Regions from separate parts of the Mus musculus genome. Here region 1 is linked to region 2. The links are chromatin contacts, called in public Hi-C maps. All regions are on one chromosome and are shown on one strand. The core of a region is the stretch at or near the end of the contact, and the rest is flanking DNA. Distances in the headings are between cores, read along the strand shown.

What was found. Hi-C and Micro-C count contacts between places; a contact is called where the count stands out from the background.
Region 1: a contact with region 2 is called in a Hi-C map of cerebral cortex, with 1.6 times the contacts expected there. The contact joins the promoter of Hmgb4 here to the enhancer-like site in region 2. A contact is called at or near these places in 4 of 39 promoter capture datasets (embryonic stem cells, hippocampal neurons and stem cell-derived epiblast-like cells), 3 of 484 Hi-C or Micro-C datasets (cerebellum and cerebral cortex) and 1 of 9 other capture datasets (adipose tissue).

What each region holds. Positions count from the first base shown.
Region 1 is chr4:128,257,016-128,263,710 of GRCm38.p6, forward strand. It overlaps Hmgb4 (high-mobility group box 4), which reads right to left and starts at 3,880. Exons shown (of 1, transcript NM_027036.3): 1 at 3,197-3,880. The coding sequence starts at 3,758. The coding sequence ends at 3,213. The region is part of intron 5 of Csmd2 (CUB and Sushi multiple domains 2); the gene reads left to right. Hmgb4os (high-mobility group box 4, opposite strand) reads left to right here and starts at 4,029. Exons shown (of 3, transcript NR_130980.1): 1 at 4,029-4,258; 2 at 5,581-5,768; 3 at 5,876-5,975.
Region 2 is chr4:127,538,120-127,545,226 of GRCm38.p6, forward strand. No RefSeq gene overlaps it. Among named protein-coding and RNA genes, the nearest start is that of 1700080G11Rik, 67 kb to the left of the region's middle. Within about 2 kb of position 5,487, at least 22 of the 459 cell types and tissues checked have an H3K27ac peak or open chromatin away from gene starts, as enhancers often do. A contact at or near this core is called in cerebral cortex and hippocampal neurons, where this site is marked.

The DNA of each region.
Region 1 (6,695 bases), core at 2,630-5,129, 720 kb after region 2:
CTGGCTTATCCTCAGCTCTCCTGAAGGTCATATCTTATGTATTGAAGTGTGACAAGAAGTGACAGGCCGAGAAAATGGGGCACCCCAACCTTTAGAATCTCACCTTGGTGACCACACCCTGTTTATGGATCTTCCAGGCCAGAGAACTAAGCTTTAATCCCCTAAACAGTTGAGGTCTTAGTGGATGGCGCAGCCAACAAAAAGATCCCGGTGTGGTTGAATGACATTTTCACATCGATCCTCCTGCAACCTTGATCTACTTCTCTGTTGGGATTTGAGGGAAACCCGATAAATGAAATATACTTATTTCCCTCTCCAGCACAGAATCAATTGGCAGATGACGGGAAAGCAAGAGGAGGGTCCACTTCATTACTGAGGAACTGATCAACAGGGAGGCCTGACCTCACTGCAGGGACAGGAAGGGCCAGAGGTAGGACTGGAGCAGAACAACATGGCCCTGGTGCACATGTGAGGCCGGGCAAAGCATTCCTATGAAACATTCTGGTACCCATGCTTACCAGCCCCCCTTCTGGGGAGAATGAATCACAGAGAGAGCAATCTCACAGTTGCCACTCTGGGTTTTTAGCAATGGTCTCTCCAAGCAATTCCCAATGGAGGCCCTCATTATCTCTGTTCTTGAAGGGGAACGAGAGCCTATTAGCCTCGTGTCTTCTAGCTTTGCCTCCTCTTCCTGAACTCATCGTGGGAGATTGGCACTTGATAGTCTCTGAAGATTCTAGAATAATCAATAATACACATCATAGATGGAAGCACATGGCTCCTCTCCACCACACTCTCCACCACACTCCACGCTCACATTTCCCATGAACTCGCTGAGCCTAGCACCCAAACTTCATTTTACACAGGCACTCTGGCATGTCCCAAGTCCCTGTGATACCACCACAAAGGGATTTCCCCAAAGGACTCAGTATCCTTAACTGTGCTTTAAACATAGGTGCTGGGATGGTTAGATGGCTCCACAGGTAAAGGCACTTGCTTGCCATGGAGCCTGACAACTTATTTGGAACCCATGTGATGGAAGAGATCCAAGCCCTACTAGTTATCCTCTGACCTACACACACACATGCATGTACATATATGCACATACCCTCTACCCAACCTGTAATTGTCTCGTCACCTGGCACTACTGATAATTCCAGTGTGTTGGCTGACTTTTCTGTCTGTTCCTCCCTTGATATATATTCCTAGTAGTAGAAGCTACTGGTATGATGCAGGAAACCTTTCAGAGTATCAGATATATTAATGACTACACAGAGAGAGGTGCCAGAGAAGACTAGTCACGATGATGGTGTTGGGCCCAGAGGCTCAGTCTCTGTCTTCTCAAGGGCAGGGTATCTCACTGGACAGCCCACTCTCCCACCCATCATGTTAGATGCAAGCTCCCTCTCCCCCCTCTTTGTGTTCCTCCACTGTCATCCACCATGGTTATTAGACACCAATAGGGTCAACCCCTCCCATTGTCCTTAAGCATCCTCCTTCATGTCTTCAAGGATGCCCTGTATCCTGTTGACAAAACTGACTTGAACTTCCACAATCTCGTAACTGGAAAGGGATAACACAAGGTCCCAGAGCAGAGTATGATGTGTCACACAACCATCCACTAGATATCTGCCATTCAGGAGCCAGCAATGAGGAAACAGGAAAGTCTGTGTCTAAGTACCAGACAGAGGTGGGGACAGAGGGGACAGAGGGGACGTTGTCTGAATCTACATTTTAAGGGTTAGTAACAGAGGGTTGGAGACAATAAGGCAGAAGCGAGGCAGAGGATCAAGGCTGTCAAAAGTGTCTTCTAGAAGTATGCCAGCTGGTATTCTTTGTCCCTGTGTCTTAACACAATAGCTCTGTAGAGTTTGATCACCTGCTGCCTGTGGGAGCTTACCCCTTCTGACCTTGCTGAAGACAATAAGGCAGGAAGGAAGGTGGAGGCTAGCCTATGATAAATACCTTTCCTTTTAGCCTTGCATCCATCGCTTCAGACTTCACAAGGCCACGACCTAGGTTTTGGCCACGGTTGAGTTGTCACATGATGGCTCAGCTGTAGTGATCCGCACTGTACTTATGTGGTTGCCACAGCCTCCACTTCCTTCTGCTTGGAGGGCAGAGCCTCTGCTTTCAGCGTTAGCTTAACATCCCCCTAGCTGCCAGACAATTTTCTCCCAGCTCCTTGAACTGCTCCCTTCACCCAACTGCAAGGAAACTTTCTAAGGCAAATTGACTAGCAAGGTAGGGTACCATTGCCTAGAAGCAATACCACCTATTAAGTATTCAGAACTGTGCTGCCTCATCCAGTCACTAAGATAATGCATAAAGCAGGTGCTGTACCCTGCTTTCGAGGAGGAGGCCGGGGCTCCCTAGGAGACACAAGGCAGGGGCGGGGATGAGTGTGGGTTGAAGTTTTTGAGAGGAAGGAGAACACTTAAGTCTGATGATCTCTGTCTTTTCAATGAAGCAGAAAATGAGGGCACCTCCTGAGAGGGCGCAGGAGAAGCAAAGCCAAGCTGGAGTTCCAGCTGTAAGCCATGGGAGGTGGGAATTTCACCAACGTGAGATCTTCTTGGGCAGCTTCATCCCTCCCCCAACACCCCCTACCCCCCCCCCCATGCTTCTTGTTCACCACCACTCCCGTTGCTGTATTTTATAACCTTCTCTCTCATTGTGTTCTCTCACTGGGCAGGAGCATCCCAAAGCCCCTGTCCCATGGACCTGGCATGTGGGAAACCAAACAACTTGATTCTGAGCCCAGAGTAGTAATGAAAATCAAAATGGCTGACTGTAGAGATCGCACAATCCCTTCTTAGTTTGACCCCATTCCCATGAGATGGCAAGCCGCAGCAGAAGCTGGGAATTTTATTAAGAAATGTCTGAGCCAATCACTCTACTTTGGTCACAAAAGCAGTGATGTCGCTCCCCAAGCCCAAGTGACTTTGCACATGTGCTTGACCACCCTGGTCAACCCAGGTCATTTGGGTCCTGCAGCCAGTTCCCTCTCTTAGAGTGCTAGCACTCTCTCTCTCTCTCTCTCTCTCTCTCTCTCTCTCTCTCTCTCTCTCTCTCTCTCTCTCTCTCTCTCTCTCTGAAAGCCAGCCTTCCCAAGACTGGACCTCAATGAAACCACTTACTCTCATAGCATAGCATCCAAGGACACACGACCATACAGGACACCAGGACCAGAAAGTCAATTGAATGATGTTTTATTGTTTCAAACTGGTCTTGGCTGATTCCAAGAAATTCCCCTTCCTGCCTTGACATTGGTTGCGGTAGGCCTCCTGTTCCTCGAAATACTTTGCCCGCATAAGTGCAGCCTTCTGTTCATAGGGCTTTTTTTCTGCTTCGTCAGTTGTGGACCACATTTTCCCAGCAGCCTTGGCCACCTGCACCACGGTCCAGTCGGGGTTCTCTTGCTTCAGCATAGCATAGTGGTCCCGGGAGAAGAGCAGGAAGGAGGATGGGGGCTTCCGCGGTGCCTTTGGGTCCCTCTTTCTTCTCTTTCTTCTCTTGCCTATGTAATTCATCATTTCTTGCTGGTACCGGGCTTTATCGAGCTCTGCTAGGGCTTCATACTTTGCCTTTTCGTGCTTTGAGATGGATCTCCATTTTTCTGAACACTTTCTAGAGAATTCTTTAAAGCCAAGGTAGGTATTTGGCTGTTGCTCCTTGAATTTGTTTCTGAAATTCAGCATAAAATGGATGTAAGAAGACACATTCACCTTGGGCCTTAGCTGGTCTTTTTCCCCCATGTTTATACAACCATAATGTCCTTCGCTGGACCCTGCTGATCTGGATAGCAGAGATTTCTGTCTCTGCACCCGAGGAGCAATCTAGAAGGTGCCCTACTTATGGTGAAATTTCCTCTGTGTGTGAGCCTCAGCCAGGGCCCAGCCTTTTCAGTGCTGGTGGCCTTTGTTGGGTCAAAGAAGGGATACTGTGATGTCATCCCCGAGCTGACCAATGCCAACCAAACTCAGTCATTTGCAGGTAAGCCCTCTTAGTGGTTGGTGTCTCCGTGGACTTTTTTTTCTTCCTTTAAGGAAAGATGAAGGTTTATCTGAATCTTATTAGAGTTGCTACTGGGCCCTGGGAATCTTTCCCTTTGGCTTTCTAGAGGCTGTGGGCTTTGCTCCGCCTCTGGGATCGTTATATCCCTGTCCCCCAGTGGGTCATAATAAGGGCTGCCTTTCTCCATGTGATTGTCAGGATGCTGCCTCCTCATCCTCCACACAGGCTAGAAATAATGAAGGCAAGGAGGGGGAATGTCTCGGGAGCTGTCATGAGAGCATGTGAAGGCTTTCTGTTTCCCTCGAGCAGTGGCAATGCCTGCTGCACAAAGGGTTTAGTAGTAACTCTAAAAATAATCAGCTATGACAGCTGGGACTTGGTTCCTGTCAGGACAAAGTTGTCTAATTTAAAACCCAAGCACTTCGGCTCAGAGTCTGAATCCTTCGTTTCTCTGAAGAAATTGGAGGAGAAAGAGGGAAGAGAACCTGAGAGTTTATTAATTACATTGGAGTTCTTGAAATTTTGAATTCTTAGCTCTTCTGGCAGCCCCTCCCCATCCTTGAAAGAGTCCCCATTTCTTAGAGTTAAGTTTACAGAGCACTAAAACAGTTAAGCAAAATGGCTTCTTTGGGGTAAAAGTTGATACCCTGCTAGTGGTCCAACTGTGGAGAGTGCAGTAAAGGCCAACAGACCTGTTTGTGTGTAAATGGGTTTACCGAAAATCCAGTGGGGGACAGTAGTGCCACATGCATAGGACAAGAACACATGTTCTCATTGATATAAGGATTGAGTTCAAACTTGAGCAGCCACCAACAGGCAGGAGCCATGGATCTTGGGTGTCAACTGATTGATTGGAGCCACTGTCCTGAAAACTTTTCAGGGAGGGCTAGAGGTGACATTTTTGGTCTTAGCCTGTGTAAGGTTTGGGCAGGGGATGTTAGAAGATAGACATACACACACACACACACACATGCACACACGCACACACGCGCACATGCACATGCACACACACATACATACACATGGTCTCAGCAGTATTTCCCTACAAGGAAACTATTCTCAGACTTCCAAGACTGGCTTTAACTTTTGGTTTTGGTTTGTGGCCATACCTTGCCTCCCTTTGAGCCTATGATTTCCCAGGAAAATGTGTTTGCACTAGCAAGAGATATTGTTCTAGGTGACCTATAGGGTACCATGCCAGGCAAAGTAAAGAGAGGAAGAGAGAGACAGAGAGAGAGAGAGAGAGCAAGCTATAGGAATTTGTTGTTGTGTAGGCCAGACTACAGACTTGCAGGGATGCTGGGAAATGCTACCAATTTGTCTTAGTCAGGGTTTCTATTCCTGCACAAACATCAAGACCAAGAAGCAAGTTGGGGAGGAAAGGGTTTAGTCAGCTTACATATTCACATTGCTGTTCATCACCAAAGGAAGGAGGACTGGAAGTCAAGCAGGTCAGGAAGCAGGAGCTGATGCCGAGGCCATGGCGGGGTGTTCCTTACTGGCTTGCCAGGGGAGCTGACTTGGCTTCTCTGCTTCTGAAATCAATGCTGTGTGCTCTTGAAGATCCACTGCTGGCCCTTCCCTGGCTACTCTCCTCGGAAAATAACCAAGGTTCATTTCGTGTCACTACTGAGGAGCCCCAAGAGATCAGAGATGGAGGAGGTGAGCTTTGAGGCAGATGTCTCCTGGCTCCACCCGCTCAGAGGTCACCAGGAGTTGTCACCTCTCTGGACTAGAGGTCTCTTCCCCTGGTAAGATGTCCTCTCTAAGCAGCCAGCTCTCCTCCCAGGCTCACAAACACTTTCTCCCATATCATCTCCTGTCTAGGTGGTGACACCTCTGTTTTCTCTGCCCCAAGTCCCCTCTAGGGAAGCCTACATCGCGGGACCTTCCTGAACCTGTCCCTCACCTTTGTGGATAGACTGTTTATTAAACACTCCTCGAATTATTCTGCTGGGACCTTGACCAAAGTACTGTGTGTAATCTTTCACCATATACCCCAAGCAGAAGGTTTGAAATTTTAGAGATCTAGATTCCCATGGTCTCTAAAGAGCCAGCAGCACATTCGGGGGCAGTGGCTGCCAGAAGTAAGGACGCATCCCCGTCTATCTAATGTTCTGAGTTATAAGATATCCTCTAGGAAAGGGCCTCAGTCAAGTAGCCAGACAGGAAAGACCTCAGACTTCATGGATGGCAGGACTTGTTGTTGCGAATACTCAACTCTGCCCTTCTGGTTCAAAAGTAACCACAGACAGTAATCCATAAGTAAATGACTGTCTGTGACAATAAGCCTTTATTTATACAGTTTATAGGCTGGGCGTTTTAAGTCTACTGGCCCTCAGTCTGGCTATGAGTTTAGCTATTGTTTGGATCTCTTGATTGCAGTATACAATAAATTAAATACACTTTGTGTCATAGCTCATTAACATATATGTACATATATAATGTGCATCAGCCTCAGTTTCTGAGCATAATCAATCCATGTAATCCTCTTTGCAATCCTTTGGGGGTGCTGTTTCCCTTACCATTATAAGAAAGAGGTCATGGTATCAAGTATTAAACTGTACTAAGTATGTGTGTGACATGCTACTATTTTCTGCCGTGTTTTATTTTGATGGTTTGAAGAAAACCCACAGCTGATCTCAAGGCTCACTAATGCTCCTGGCTGACATGAAGAA
Region 2 (7,107 bases), core at 4,237-6,736:
GAGAGAGAGAGACAGACAGACAGACAGACAGACAGACAGAGACAGAGAGACAGACAGACAGACAGACAGAGACAGAGACAGAGACAGAGAGAGAGAGACAGACAGACAGACAGAGACAGAGAGAGAGAGACACAGAGAGATATGCAGGCAGAGAAACAGATAAGGGCTAAAATCTGTTGCTTGCTGAGCACAGTCTCCAGATTTCAGGGTGGGAGAAACCCTCTGCTCAGCTCTTCCCCCTCACTCAGGATCAGGAAATCGGAGTTTGAGGAGGAAGGTTGCCGAGGAATTGGGTTAACTCCGGCGGTGCTCAGGGGACCTGGAAACAGGAGGCAGACCAGGTTGGAGTCTGAAGGTGGTGGATCTTACAAGTCTATGAGCCTGAATGCTACTGTTGGAAGCTTCCAGCTTCCTCTGTATAAAGGAGGATACACGCTTTCTTGGGAGCAAATGGGAGCTGCTTCCATCCTGGGGAACAGAGAAGACTGGGAGGAAATAGATGCACAGACTAAAGAGGAGAAAAATCAAGGTGCTGCAATGACCTGGCAGATTCCAAGCTGAGATGGTAAAGATGAAGGATCAGGAAATGCTGGTCACAGGGGACTTGAGTTCCCACGAGCAGGGGATTAGTCCTGAGGCTTCTCATACAGAATTGGCAAGGATGCAATGATGAGATTTTTCATGTTTCAAAATCCATCACACACAAAAAAAATAATGTTTGTGATGAAGTGGACATATCAACTAGCCCAGTTTGATTCTTTTATACATGCATATCAATGCATCCCATTGGGGGCTGGGCAGTTGTAGAGTGTTGTGCCCGGCACGTTCAAAGCCTTGGGTTTAATCCACAGCACTGTGTGAATTACCACATGGTGGCACATGCCTGTAATCCCAGCACTCCAACTGTGGAAACCAGAGGATTACAAATTCAAGGCCTCCTTGACTATACGTGGGTTTAGGCCAGCTTAGGATATACAAGAGGCTGTTTTTAAAGGAAAAAAAAAAACCCCTCTGTATCCTATAAATATGCATAATTGTTGCTTCGAAATCTTAAGTCAGTTGAGAAAATAAGTTCATGAAAGACAAGTTTCAAGGCATGTCTGTGTGAAAGCGGGCAAGAGAGGGTATAAGACAGTTCTCCCCGGAGGAGCAGGGGCTGGGCTGGTGGCAAAGCTTTCTTTGTGGGCCAGCTTTGGGAAGCGGTGTTGACTTGGGAATAGAGCCGTCTACTTGTGTTATCTCAGGATCTCCTGGCTGTAGTTAGGATTCTTCGGGTGGCAAGTTGTAGAAACCAATTTGAAGTATCTTAAGGAGAAAATATATTTGATTTATTGAAAATATATTCGGGTGTCTCCTAGAATTTAAAGAAGTCGTTGAATAGCCTCGGAGGGAGAAACTTAGCGGTGACAGCTCGGAGATGCATTCACCAGTAGGGCGAAACTTCTCTGGCTTTAGACAGTGTGGGAATCAGAGGGGATAAAGCTGGAGATGGGGCTGCTCAGGACCCAACCTCTACCAAGATCTGAATTCCTAACGCTTTGCCCTGGGGATGTCATGGCTGCTGTTGTTGCTTGACCCCCAAAGAGCTGCTGTTAGCGAGACTCATTCTCAACTCCAAGCCTTGTTCCCTGGTTCACATGGATTGGTTTACATGTGCTTGTGAGATGGAGTCGCATTCTTCAAATGTGGCTGCCCAAGAGCTACCCCAGTGCACCCTGGCAGCAGGTCGGAGATAAGGAAGGCTTGGTGCACGATTCCACTTTGCTCATGCAGGAATCAGGGAGTCTGAGTCTGGATTTGAGTTAATTCTGTGGCCTTTGTCTCTGAGTTAGCACTCTGCCCCTTGATTCTCTCCCTGCTGAGTAAAACTGACCTTCAAGCGAGACATCTTGCTTTCCGTTTCCTTACAAGTACGTACCACACTTTCATTTTAAGCATTTTATTGAAATAGCACTTGGTAAGGCACTTATCATGCAAGCATGAGTATCGGAGTTCAAAACCAGGAAGTGTCACTGCGTGCTTGTAACCCCAGATCTGGGGAGGTAGAGACAGTCAGATCCCAGGGACTCGATGGCTAGCCAGCCCAGACTAAGTTTAAGAAGGCTGGTGAGAAATTGAACTAAAGAGTCACATCTGAGAAACAATACCTGAAGTTGACCTTTGGCTCCCACATGCACACATGCATGAACACACACACACACACACACACACACACACACACACACATACACCACACACACACACACACACACACACACACACACACACACACACACACACCTATTTGAGCTTACCCACCCAGTCTTACTAGACAAGAATTTATCCCTAATTCTTACTAAGAAACATGAGGGAGAATAGTGTAATTGTGTGAGAAGTCACACACTTTTGGGACCCTCCATCCCTCCGTCCCTCCATCCCTCTTTCCCTCCTGCCCTTCCTACCTCCTTCCTGTCTTTTTGATGGGGTTTCACTATGTAGTCCAAACTGACTTTGAGCTTAAGATTGTTCTGCCTCAGCCTTCTAAATCAGGACCACAGCTGTTCTCTACAAGGTGGCCAGGCGCTTGGGATCTAAGTCCATTCTGTGGTAGGAGGCAGCTAGTGACTCCTACTTCCGTTGAGTTGCTACTGGAGGCTGGGCAGCTGGTTATGCTTTTTCCCCACCCTGCCGGGAAAGCTCTTCTCTCTAGCACCAGGCTTGAGTTGGACCCAATGTGGGAGCAGAGATGCCTTCTCCCAGCGGCTCATTCTTTCCAGGGACAGGCAAAGGCAATCCCGCTGTAGAGCCCCTCAGGGAACACCATTCTGGGGAAGGTGGATGGAGAGAACTAGGTCCCCACCCCTACTCATACCATCTTTACTTTTTGGTGCTAAAAGGCTTGCTTGCTTGCTTCCTTTTCCCCTTCTTTTCTTTTTTAAAATTATGTGCACATGTGTATGCATGTGAATACAGGTGCCTGTGGGAGGCGTAGGCACCCAGTGCCCTGGAGCTGGAGTTACAGGCAGCTATGAGCCGTCCGACATGGGTACTGGGAGCCAACTTGGGTTCTCTGAAAGGACAGTGCATGCTTTTAACCATGGAGTCATCTTCCAGGCCCTGCAAGCTTTCCTATAAAGATGAAAGTCCTCTTCCTTGGGCAGAACTCTCTGTATTTATAGGCAGTAGAGCAAGGCTGCTGGTGTGGGCTGCTGGGGAGGTGCCACAGACAGAGAAAGAGAAGAAGGCCGGCTTGGCCGTGGTTCGATACGCCACTATTTTCTGCCAAAGAAATAGATCCTTAAAGTAGTTAGGGCACAAGAGCTGTGGTGTGAAGAGACCAGCCTGTGCAGACAGGACGAAAGGCAGCAGAGTCATGGGTGCAGGGCAGGAAAAAGGTTCTTGACTCCTCTGCTCACACATGCCTCCATGGTTCCTAGTGTTTGCTTGACTCCTCTATTCACACGTGCCTCTGTGGTTCCTAGCGTTCGCTTGAACCACAGTGATGGGCAAGGGGGAGCTCACTACCTGTCAATCAGCTCCGTCTTTCCTCCTACGGCTGCTGGTTTGGAATCTCCTCCTACTCCAGACTGCCAATCATGAGGTCCTCAGGCCTCTGTGATGGGACTGTTGCCCTGGCCAAACCATCGAAAGCATAAGTCTTAAGCGCAGACTTGAGAGGAGCTTTGTGAGTGTCTTTCCCCACAGTGCAGCAATCTAACAATACCGCCATGTCTCCGAGGCAGTGGGCTGGATTGCATTAACCTGTCCATCCTTGCATCTCCTCTCTTACCTTGGATACCAGCATGAACAGGCTCTGGTATTCATTTTGGCCATAAAGTCTGTTTTCTAGGGAGACCAGGGTGCCTTCCTTTTTAAAAAATAGTGAGTATGTTGTCAGTGTCTGGCCTTGTGCTGGGAATGAAAACTTGTAGCGTTTCTGTGTGACTGTGATCTATTTGGATCAACTGGTCATGGGGAGAGCCATCCTTGAGGTTGCCAGGATCTGCAGAGAAGGAAGAAGTAGGTGTTCTTTGGGGTAGGATATGGTGAGCAATGGAACCAGCCGCTAACAAGGCACATTTCAAAAGGAGTTGACTGCCAGGAGTCAGTCTCTAACCTGTGTTTTAAGGCCAAGCTCTTGGAGTGTATGTGTGTGTGTGTGTGCATATGTGTGTTTGTGTGTATGTTTGAGTGTATGCATGCTCATTTGTGTGTATGTGTGGATATATGTGTATATATATATATATGTATATATATGATATAAATGTGTATGTGATATGTGTATATGTGTGTGTGTGCATATATATGTATATATGCATGTATTGTGTGTATCTATGCTTATGTGTATATATATATGTGTGTATATATGTGTATGTGTATATATGGTATGTATATTGTGTGAGAGCGTATATGTGCATGCAATATGTGTATATATGTGTATGTATATATGCATGTATTGTATGTATCTATGCTTGCTTATGTGTATATATATGTGTGTGTGTATATGTATGTATGTGTATATGTGGTATGTATATGTGTGTGAGAGCGTATATGTGCATGCAATATGTGTATATATGTGTATATTTGTATGTACATGTGTGTATGTGGTGTGTGTGTGATTTGCTCATGAAGCATTTGCCCGTGTCCTCCTGCTCAGCTGGGGGAAAGTTTCCTGGAACCTACTTACCTGAGACAGTCAGTCGGTGCCACGGCAGGAACAAACAGTCTTCTGAGTCTTGGCTTCCAGCCAGGGATACCTTCCAGATGTTGTCATGGTGATGCTGGAGTCAGGAGATGCTCACCAAAAGAAATAAATCCCTTCTTCCTCTCTCCTAAAGCAGCATGTGCAACCTCTCCCACTGTAGGCGAAGGTGGAGGAGTGTCTCTATCATCACAGATGGCTGGACGTGAGCCACTTTCCAGCCAGACTTCTGGGACTCTCTGGGAGCTCAGTGCCCAGAGAGCACCACTCATCTGGGTCAGAAATCTGGGATCACAGGGTTGACAGAGTCTGTCCCAAACTGAGATGATAAAATGCTAAGTGTAGAGTCAAATGTACTTTGATAAAAGAGCATTGTGGGAACTTGTAGATCAGGTTGTCTATTCTAAGCTAGTGAGAGCTGGCTCAGTTGACCGAAAGCCCTAATGATGGCATTAGCGTGTACAGAAGACACTCAAGAGGAACATGCAGCCACATGGACCTGGGTGTGCTGAAGTTGCCCAGAGGCACACCCACTACCACATGGTGAAGGATGTAAGATAGACAGGGATGTAGTCAGTGCAGGTTGGCAGGCAAGCTGTGCCACCAGACTGTGCAACGGTGTGGGAGGAGAAATGGGAGGGAAAGAGAAGTGTCACAGTTTGGACACTATAAAGAGAAGAGGAACTAGAAATGCAAGGATGGTGAGGAGTAGCCTAATGGGAGTAGCCTGCCACAAGCCATGTTGTTGTCCTAGGGCTGCACAGAGCTGGCTCTGTCCTTTCTTTGCCTGTGCAGTGTGAGAGAGCTGGCACGGAGAATGTGAGATCAAGTGAGCTGGTTCCACCCCTCACCAGCTGAGCAGTGGCATAGGCTCAGAAGAGATGCCATTCCAGAGCGGGAAAGCTGGCCCCATCCACACCTCACCCAGGCAGCGCAGTAGAGCTGGTGGTGTGGGCAACAGAGAGCTAACCCTGATGTGTGAAGAGTGGGACAGCTGGCCCTGCCCCTAGCTGGACCAGTTCTGGAGTACAGCCTGAGCATGGGAGAGCTGGCCCGCTGAACAACTCAGCTACCACCCAGGCCCAGATCCAAGGCTTTGAGTTGGTCCACCCTAACATCTACCCCATCTATGAACTGCTGGCAGGATCTCCACGACACAGGGCAATGACGGGATATTTGAGAGGAGTCCCAGTATTGACAGAGTAGCAGAAGCCAGAGGCCTCCAGGCAGACCAGTGACTCATTGCAATGAACGTTTATTTGCAAGTAGAGCTGTGTGACAAAAGGGTTACAGCCCACGCCACACAGCGGCTTCTACAGCAAGATTTCTATTTTCAAATTAATTAGTTAATTAACTTTTGTTTTTATTTTTTTGTCTTCCTTTTTGGAGGTAGGGGAGAGTTGCAAGGGCGGAAGGCAGAAAGATATGGAGGGAGGGGGAGATGGGTGGGATTAGGGTGCATGATGTGAAATTCACCAAGAATCAATAAAAATAATTTAAAAATCAAACAAACCAAAAACCAAACCAAACCAGACCAACCAACCAACCAACCGACCAAAATGTGATGACATCCACAGCAGTTGCTAACACTTGTAGAACACTTAGAGTGCTATATAGTGCTTTACAAGTTTTGATTTAGTGTGGTTTCCATGTAAAGTGCCCAGCATACTGACATAGAGCCAGGCTCTATAAACAGAGCATCTATGATCGTGATCCTTTGAACTCGGATGTCTCTTCTTACTTCCTCTGAGTGGTCTGTTTGTCCACTTGAGCTATCCCAGGCTGTCAGGAGGTCACCTCGCCCCCGTGGACAGAAGACACAATTGCCGGTCGGTAGTACTTAGCCAGATGTTAGATTGCCTTGTTCCAATTTGCTGGAGACCCGGCCTGGCCCCATTTGCTACTGCTCTGGTCTATGAGTGCTCTGAGGCTTCAAAAGGGGTGAAGGTCTTCAGGGATGGACCCCCACCAAAGGGGCCAGTTTTACAGAGACCTGAGTCCGAGAAACCCCTAGGTTGTATTTGTGTCCTGCCATCAGGCTCAGCATAATGGCCCTGACAGTCGAAGTAAGCAATTGGCCAATTTCCTTCAGGAACGTTTGAAATCAAAAGCAGTTTGTCTGAGTGGAGGAAATTGTGAGAGCCCCAAATGGAACTGCTTAAATTTATTGCTGGAGAGGTTTTACATATTGAGCCAAAGGTTTTTTCTTTTTCTTTTTTTCCTTTTGCATTTGGTCTTGGGTTTCTGTGAATGCTGCACTGCACCAGGGCTGACTCCAAAGTTGGCTTGTAGGAAAATCTATTCCATCACCAGCTAGCCCAGAAGCCAGAGGCCTGCTCCATCCTGTGGGAGGAACTCAAGAGCCTGGATGGGAACATTCTATCCCCGCATCTCCAAAAAGGGAACTTACTAGCACCCATCACACC